Regions from separate parts of the Mus musculus genome. Here region 2 is linked to region 1. A link is a contact called in public HiChIP or PLAC-seq data. All regions are on one chromosome and are shown on one strand. Each heading gives the region's core, a stretch centred on a gene start, on an enhancer-like site or on the middle of the called end of the contact. The rest is flanking DNA. Distances are from core to core; before and after follow the strand shown. Region 1 overlaps Inpp4b (inositol polyphosphate-4-phosphatase, type II). Region 2 overlaps Inpp4b (inositol polyphosphate-4-phosphatase, type II).

What was found. HiChIP or PLAC-seq counts read pairs in DNA pulled down with a chosen protein or histone mark.
Region 2: an H3K27ac HiChIP or PLAC-seq map of regulatory T cells shows a contact between it and region 1, with 6 times the contacts expected there. The contact joins two enhancer-like sites. A contact is called at or near these places in 2 of 484 Hi-C or Micro-C datasets (the HPC-7 cell line and bone marrow-derived macrophages) and 2 of 115 datasets of contacts at active chromatin or transcription factors (CD8 T cells and regulatory T cells).

What each region holds. Positions count from the first base shown.
Region 1 is chr8:81,556,402-81,560,710 of GRCm38.p6, forward strand. The region is part of intron 2 of Inpp4b (inositol polyphosphate-4-phosphatase, type II); the gene reads left to right. Among named protein-coding and RNA genes, the nearest start is that of Gm51582, 220 kb to the left of the region's middle. Within about 2 kb of position 2,465, at least 18 of the 459 cell types and tissues checked have an H3K27ac peak or open chromatin away from gene starts, as enhancers often do. A contact at or near this core is called in regulatory T cells, where this site is marked.
Region 2 is chr8:81,812,349-81,816,600 of GRCm38.p6, forward strand. All of the region lies in intron 7 of Inpp4b (inositol polyphosphate-4-phosphatase, type II), which reads left to right. Among named protein-coding and RNA genes, the nearest start is that of Gm25267, 340 kb to the right of the region's middle. Within about 2 kb of position 2,538, at least 8 of the 459 cell types and tissues checked have an H3K27ac peak or open chromatin away from gene starts, as enhancers often do. A contact at or near this core is called in regulatory T cells, where this site is marked.

The sequences.
Region 1 (4,309 bases), core at 1,215-3,714:
TTCTCTGCCATTCAGTATTCCTCAGGTGAGAATTCTTTGTTCAGCTCTGAGCCCCATTTTTTAATGGGGTAAATTGATTTTCTGGAGTCGACCTTCTTGAGTTCTTTATATATATTGGATATTAGTCCCCTATCTGATTTAGGATAGGTAAAGATCCTTTCCCAATCTGTTGGTGGCCTTTTTGTCTTATTGATGGTGTCTTTTGCCTTGCAGAAGTTTTGCAGTTTCATGAGGTCCCATTTGTTGATTCCCGATCTTACAGCACAAGCCATTGCTGTTCTATTCAGGGATTTTTTTCCCCTGTACCCATATCTTAGAGGCTTTTCCCTACTTTCTCCTCTATAAGTTTCAGTGTCTCTTGTTCTATGTGGAGTTCCTTAATCCACGTAGATTTGACCTCAGTACAAGGAGATAGGAATGGATCAATTCGCATTCTTCTACATGATAACTGCCAGTTGTGCCAGCACCATTTGTTGAAAATGCTGTCTTTTTTCCACTGGATGGTTTTTGCTCCCTTGTCAAAGATCAAGGGACCATAGGTGTGTGGGTTCATCTCTGGGTCTTCAGTTCTATTCCATTGGTCTACTTGTGTGTTGCTATACCAGTACCATGCCGTTTTTATCACAATTGCTCTGTAGTACAGCTTTAGGTCTGCTCTTAACTCCAATTAGCCAACACTTAGGGCTGTGTTTTCTTGACTCCTTACCCATGGCAGCTTCTCCCTCCTTCTTCTTTCCTTGTGGTTCTCTTCCAACCTCAAGCCCACCTATGTCTCTTCTGCTCAGCTATTACTGTTGGCAATTTTATTCACCAATCAGAAATAACTTGAGGGCAGGGTCACTTATCATCTTAAGTGTGGACTCTCTCATCTCTGGCTAGTCTTGGGGGCTGGGTATTAGCATTAGAGTCTAAGAAGCATCAGGCCAACCTACTACACCCCCTTCCTTTTCTTTCTCCTCCCTTGGGTCCCTTCCTCATGCCTCTTCTGAAGGAAAGACAATTCATTCACTAGAATGAGCTCAAATCTTCCACTTCATTCTGTTTTATGCCCCATTTCTTTTATGCATTCAGTTAGTTTTTGCTATATCCAGTATGTTCAGGATGATATAAATCTTAAAATGTCAGAATGTAGGTGGACATCTCCATCTAGAGCTCTGGATTGAGAGAAAGAGAGAGTAAGAGATGGGATGTTTTTACAGTGGAAGTTTCATTTTTTGATGAATGGGAAGGACATTAACACTTTATGTCTTTATTGCGTTGTTAAAAGAAAAATGTGACAAAAATGAAGTGTTGGCAAAATAGTTTTATTTACTTCATTAACATTTATAGCCCTGGACAATATGCAGCTTATTGGAAGTCCATACAAAATATTAATACTGCAGTTACAGCCACAGCTACAAATGGAGATCTACACTGTGCTGAATTGCTTAATTAAGGTAATGCTGGTGTTAAGGTAATAGACTCTGGGGTGGGTATACTGAACGTCAGTTCTTAGTTTTCAATCAATTAACATATGACCTTTGTTAATTACATAATGTTGTTAGACCTGTAATTCTGGCCACTTGGAAGGCAGAAGCAGGAAGATCACAAGTTTAAGTCCTGACCTATAAAGAGAGTTCAAAGCTTGTCTGGGACACTTAGCCAGATTTTGTGTCCCAATTTAAAAATTGGAAAAATAGAGGTGGATACAGCCCAATGAGTTGTTTTCCAGCATACACTAGTTCCAGGATTTCACCTGGAGAACACATAAAGGAATAAAAAGAAGGATATATAGATATAGACATAGATAGATAGATAGATAGATAGATAGATAGATAGATAGATAGATAGATAGATAGAGATGATATAGATATATGAATCTCTCACTCTCTCAGATATATATATGAAAAGGTGGGATGTTGATGCTTTCCTACCTATGACAGAAGGGAAATAATAGTACTGATTTATAGAAGTTTTTCATTTTTAAATACAAGTGGGTTATGCTATGCAATAGTGCTTAGAATGGAGTTGTGGATATGGAAAACATAGTATGTTAGTTATATATTTTATGAGTATCATTATCATATACAATCCATACAGTTGCATAACCTAGTAGAGATGATCTTCCTATTTATCCGTGTGAAATAAGTTGAGAGATGCTTGACAGATCTTAGGAATGAGGAGTAAGTTGCACTTTAAATTCCACTGAGTAGCACTGGAGTGACGCATGGTTCTTTGACCACATCAATGCTATGACCCATACATATGTCAATATTGTAGAAGTACAAACAATTGAAATGGAAACTTCTGGTTTCTTTGGAAAGTCAGTTACGTTAAATGATGTTTTGCTGGGGCACATAAGTGAAAGGATGTTTTGCTAAAGCAAACGTGTGAAAGAATATTTTAATGAAGCAGGCACAGGTGAAAGGATGTTTTGCTATAGCAGAAATGAGAAAGTACACGTGATGTTTAGAAAGAATGTAAATGTGGCCCCTCAGACAGTGGGAGCTGGAGTGTTGGCTTGCCTTGCTCTGCATCACTAGACTTCACTAATGATGCACATAAATTGGTTTGCCTTACATGGCATTGATGAGCTTAGCTTGTGGTGACTGTGGAGAGAAACTCACAGTAGAACTTCTCCTCGTGAAGGTACTGCTCCTTTTTGTCAATTCTGTGGACTTGGGCCAGTTGACAAGTCTCACAGTTTCTTCTGGATTGAATGACTCCTGCTGATTTGTGTTTGGTGTTTGTTAGTGGACTGGACTGAGAACAACGAAGATTGCAATCACCCCAAAGGACTATTTCTAAACATGTCCACTTCCCATGTATTCTAATAATCTTTTTTTCCCACTACTTCTGGTAAATGGTGGGCTAGAATGGAGGTTGAACCCTTATTGAAGTAGGCTGTGAAAATATATGCCTACAGACAATGTCATCCAAAGTGTTCTCTTGTCTCTTGCAAGGTAAAACTAGTTGTAGCTGATACATGTCCAGTGCTGAATCTACTGTGCAAGGACTGTACAGTTGGTGGATAGTTGTAATCATTGTTGGCTTTACCACAAGCTATAATGGGACTGAATGAAATTGATACAGTTTTCTAATTTCTTAGTTGATCCACATTGTTTATTTGTCTGCTGTTAAATTGGTGAGTAGGCTTAATATAGGGGGAAAGAAATTCATACTTCACCCTCATTACCTTATTTCACATTTATATTCGATGTTAGAGAAAAATTGTGGGACTGTGAGAGGCAGCCTGGTTTCTGGTTGAGCTAGGTTTAAAACCCCAGTGCCCCAGAAGGTGACCGTAGCCTGCAAGGGACAGTAGGTGTTTTGTCACACTCCTAGACACAGGTTCCAGACAGGAGGCCACAGCTCTCCACTTCATGGGTCTGTGGACATCAGTCATGTAAGGGAATGCCTCAAGCCCTCCACAGGTAGAGGATGTGACCACAGATCATGTAGCCTCAAGACAGACCCCATTTTAATGAGGCACCTAAAGGTCTGAAGGGCTTAGTCAATTAAGCTCCCCTTCCCCGACACTCCTCCCTGCAAAAAATATTTTACCTCAGGCTTGCCCTGAGAAAAATGGGGTACAGTTCCACTTATCAGAATTATCTACCATGACAATAAGTGCTTTAAAACCATGGACTGTCTCTTATTTGGATCCACTGTGGGAAACAATGGAGCAGGTTTTTCTCTAAAGAGCAATGTCTAATCTCCCTCAGGAGGCCTCTCTGCATTCCCAGCGATGGTCACCATCACTGCTGAGCCAAGCCAAGGACTCTCTCCTCCCCACAGGACCCAGCCAGAGCCCTCCTCCTGCCCTTTTCCCTTCACCTTGGCTATATCCAACCTGCGGGCCACCACTCTGTTCTCAGCACTTCTGCTGCATCCAGCGACATCTGTGGTGCCCAAGAGTCTGAGGACCTGCCATGCTCAGCCTTCATGCTGGCCAGGACTCCGAGTCAACTTTGCCAAGTCCACGGGGACATTAGACTGTGCCTCCCCACCCCTGGAGCGGGATCCTACAGCATCTCACAGCCTGACCCTCGTCCTGCATCTGCATGTGGGGGTGGGGTGCAGTCACAACTTCCGTGTTCTGCCTTGTCCAGCAGCTCAAGACCTGGGCAGGACACTGGCTGCCTTTTAACCCACAAGAAATTGTGTAGGATGCTGAAAGCCACCAAACAAAACAGAAGCCATGATTATGGGCATGGATTAAAATGTTCTGCCTGTGTTCTTTTTTTCTTTTCTTTTTTCTAATGTTTCATTTTTTAAATTAGGTATTTTCCTTGTTTACATTTCCAATGCTATCCCAAAAGTCCCCCAT
Region 2 (4,252 bases), core at 1,288-3,787, 260 kb after region 1:
TTCTTGCTGAAGGGAAGAAGTTGTAAAAAAAAATTGAAAAAATAAAATAAAAAACCCTGGAAAACTCACAGCTGCTCCACTCCTGATGCTGGCAAGGCTGAGAGCTAAATACCAGCTTCTTCAGCAACCCTTCAGTTTGCAGCATCCCCAGGCTGTGAATGTTTTTTAGCCCCTTTGAGCACCAACAGAGTAGCTTTGCCTGGGAGGAGGCAGTGAAGAGAACTCTGGGGGCTCAGGGGACAATATGGCTTTACTCTGGTGACCTGCTGTGGCCTTACAGGGAACTGCTCTTTTGTGGATTCCTTACTAGAGATATTTTAGGCATAGCTGTCCTGAGTCAGGCCACTTCTGGTCTGCAGGCAGGAAGTATTACTGCTTGAATTAGCCCATCATCAAACTCCTGTTTAGAAAGATGAAGTTAGTTCTTATATTCTAGATTGACACTTGTGAATTATTTGAACAGGGCCCTGGCTCATTGGGGAAAAAAAAATGTGTCTCTTATGCCTAACATTCTGGGTTAACCCCAGTATTGCAAAGGAAAGTAAGAAAGAGATAGATATTCAAAAGGCCTTCCATCTACTGATTCCATGCTTCTCCTCCATCATTCTCTGCTGGTGATGGATGCAAACCTGATTTTAACTCCTAATTGATTACTAATCTGATTTATCCTGTAAAGGAAAATATTTCAGAAATACCTTTTTTTTGATCAAACCTTATCTTGGCACATCTGTATGCTAATGCCTTGAGTTCTTTAAGTAGGTGAATATTGCCACGTTATTTTCACCTTCAGTCAAAACAATTAATAGAAAATAATTGACTTATGATTGATGAATGTACAGACTTTCTGGTATCCCCTCGGGAAACAGGGGTAGGGTGGGTCTCAACCCTCTGCTGTATCATAAGCTAAGACTTCAGGATGGAAGACTATTATTCCCAAGATGGACCTAAGAGTATCTTTGCTTTCCATGGTCTTTTACAGTCACATAATTGTGCCTGTTGCTTCATAATTAAAGGACAGCATTTGGAGTTATGGTGTTTCTCATGTCCTGTTAACCTTCTCAGAATCACAGGTCTCTGTACCCTCCATGTCAAATTAAGGGATGAAATTTCAGACTTCTTCCTGGGTTCATTTGCCCAAGAGTGAGTCCAAGTTCGAATTTTCCATTTCTCCCTATGCTTTCCATCTGTCTGTAGTTTGTAGCTGGCCTTTCTGTAACCTGTCTGTGTTTGCTCTGAGTGAGTCTCTTAACAAAAACTTTGTTCTCCGGTTATTGGACGGCAGAGAGACTACCACATGGGAGAGGAATGATGCTTTACAGAAATCTTTAACAGTTGCTTTTTAAACAAGGGATTAAGTTATTTACTTCAACTGACCCCAAAGAACTCACTACTGCAAACATTGTGTTATCAAGCATCTTCCATATGCTTTCCCCAATATTTATGGTAGATATTTGTTGGATAAGGTCAATTTCACTCTGTCTGCTGTTTTCAGCAAACTATTACCATAACACTCACACATATCCATATGCATTGCTCTCTGGGTCAGGGACATAGATGAATACACAATTTAAAATTAAAATTAGTCATTAGCTTAGGTGGTAGAGCTGATTACACAGAGGAATCCAGGCAGGTAAGGCTGGTGGTTCCCAGGGTCTCTTAATGGCAGGTTAAACAAACAACTGAGAACCCAATGGGATAGCAGTCTTAAATCGTAAGTGAACTCATAGTGTAGTATTAACTCTGGCTGTGAGGTCTAGAAAAAAGTGTCAGTCTCTTAGAACACAAGAGATTTAAAAAAAATATAACACCTCACAGTCGTCTCCTCTTTCATTTCGCTAAAGGTACTGATAAATTATTGTGACATATAAAGAGGATAGTGAACCTCAAACTAGGACTTGGAACCCTGCTTCTCTGTGTTTTCTGGGAGATACTCCCATTTTTATTAACCACCCTTGTTTAAGTATAGCTAAATCAAGGTGAAAGTATTCATCAGTTTCAATCTTCCCCAGTGTCATAGTGCTTTGTATTTCCATTGCAGTTGTCTATGTTCATGATACCAGAAAATTGTTGTAGTGCTTCATTCAGAATGTATTTATTTGGATAGTTCTATTAATGGATCATTTAAATAAATTTTATTGAAATTTACTAACTTTCGTCTTAAGTTTCTCAAATTGACAATTGAGTGACAATAGCAGCATCTATCTTAGTGCATATAAAAATAAAAAGGTTAATTTTATTGGACACTTCCCTACCCCGGAAGATGTGCAAGTAAGTATTTAATTTACTTTCTCCAATCTTTATTGTGTGTGTCAGACAGCTTTCAGCCCTGCCTGGTTTCCCTTGTATCTGCAGACGAAAGACACACACATTAGCTTATTTTTGATGTGCTTTAGCTCAATGGCCGGGTTTGCTAAGCCTTCCTTGGCTATTGTGCTCTTCTTTACATTCTCAGCTCAACACCTCCAAATCTGCCCTCAACTTTGGTTGCTAAGTTACTTTTAGTCCTAGCTCAGTACCCTAAATCTGCCCTCAGCTCATTGCTCTCTAATTTCCTGCCTGCTACCCCAGGCCCAGTCACAGAAGCAGCAGAGGGCCATTCCACTTGAGATCTCACGTGGCTAGTGGCTCTTTCTCCTTCCTTTGCATCTGCTAGCCTGCCAGTGGGAAAACTGGAAGTCCGACCTATGCTGCCCAGCTCCTTGGCTGCTAGCATTTTTAATGATGGATCAAGAACCAATTGGGGAACAGGATCTTCAGTGTTCCCAAGCAGATACCAGATCAAAGAAAGCATCAAAACAACCCTGTACAAAGGAGACCTGAGACTTCTCAGAAGGCTACATGCTGACAGGTGATAGTACCTCTCATAGAGGAAAACTAAGGACCAGGGTTTTTCTCAGAGCACTGGCCAAATAAGGTTAATCAAGTGTTTTGAATATATGTAGTATTTTCTTCTGAAAACTGAAATCACGTGTGTTCTCATTTTTTTACAACTCTCATATTTACACAGCAGAAAGTTGAAGAATTCCCATTCCAGAAGACAGGAACAAGGTAGATATTCAATATGTACTTGTGAATATTAATTAAATTTGAAAGTTAAGTAACATACACTTTTATATAGCTCCCACTTAACTTGTTCCCTTTTTCCAAAGAAAACCATTATTTACCATAGAAGTTTGTAATAGAGTGGCATTTATGATGGAATCAGATGAAGGGAAATGTCATTAGTCAACCTATTTTTATCATATTAAAGATTAATTGGTTAGCAAGGCACTTTCAGACTACACATTACTTTAAAGACAGGTTGTTTTAATATTTCTACAAGGGAGGACTGGGCTTCATGTTCACAAAGTGAAATAGAAAATTAAAGCAATTGCAGATTTCCAAGCAAGCCTGGCATCTAATGAAATCCAGATGAGCTGTGAAATTGAACCTGGTCAATGGGAGAATAAATGGCTCCAGGTGCACGTTCCCTGAGTCAGATTCAGACGATTCTGATTGAGGGAAGTTGTTCTCCTCTTGGACTGTCCTAATCCCGCATTTAAGCTACCCAGTGTACCAGTTTATGACTTGAAACGTGGGCTCTGATTTCAGCAAATAGTGATTTAGATAGCAGTGACTTGCTTTACTAGGTATTTCTCCAATTTTTTTAAATTTGCTGAGTTGTGAGAACAGAAATCATATTTAGGAAAGCACATTTTTCTTTAACAGATCCAAAATCTGCCTTTTAACGTTTTATAAATGCAAATCCTCATTCTTTTCTCTCCCTGGCTTTGATCTACCATTGTTGATTATCATTATTCACCCAGATAAAAATTTTCACTTCCTGTTTATTTGGCATCTAATTTGGTTTATGAGGGCATTTTTTTAAAAAAAAAATCTTTCTCACATGATTAGAATGCTATGTTTCATGCTCTCAGTTCAGTTTCTATTATTTCATGGCATTTTGTATTAGAAAATACTTAGCATATGTTTCTATCTATATGCTATCTTATTCTCACAAATCACCTCAAATTGCAGAGTGTAACAGAAGGCAGGAGTCAAAAGGATGGGAAGTGAAATGGAACCAGATAATGATCAGTGTTAGAGTGTTAGTGTGGATTTAATAATTAGGGCATCTGCAGGTAGATTCTCCTGCAAGGGAATATAAAGGCATTATGGATTCCTAGTTCATAAACTTCTAGGCCACAAAAATGGTGTCTCTGTAAATTAAATGCCCAAGCCAGAATAATAAGGACAGGCAGTGAGTTGGAGA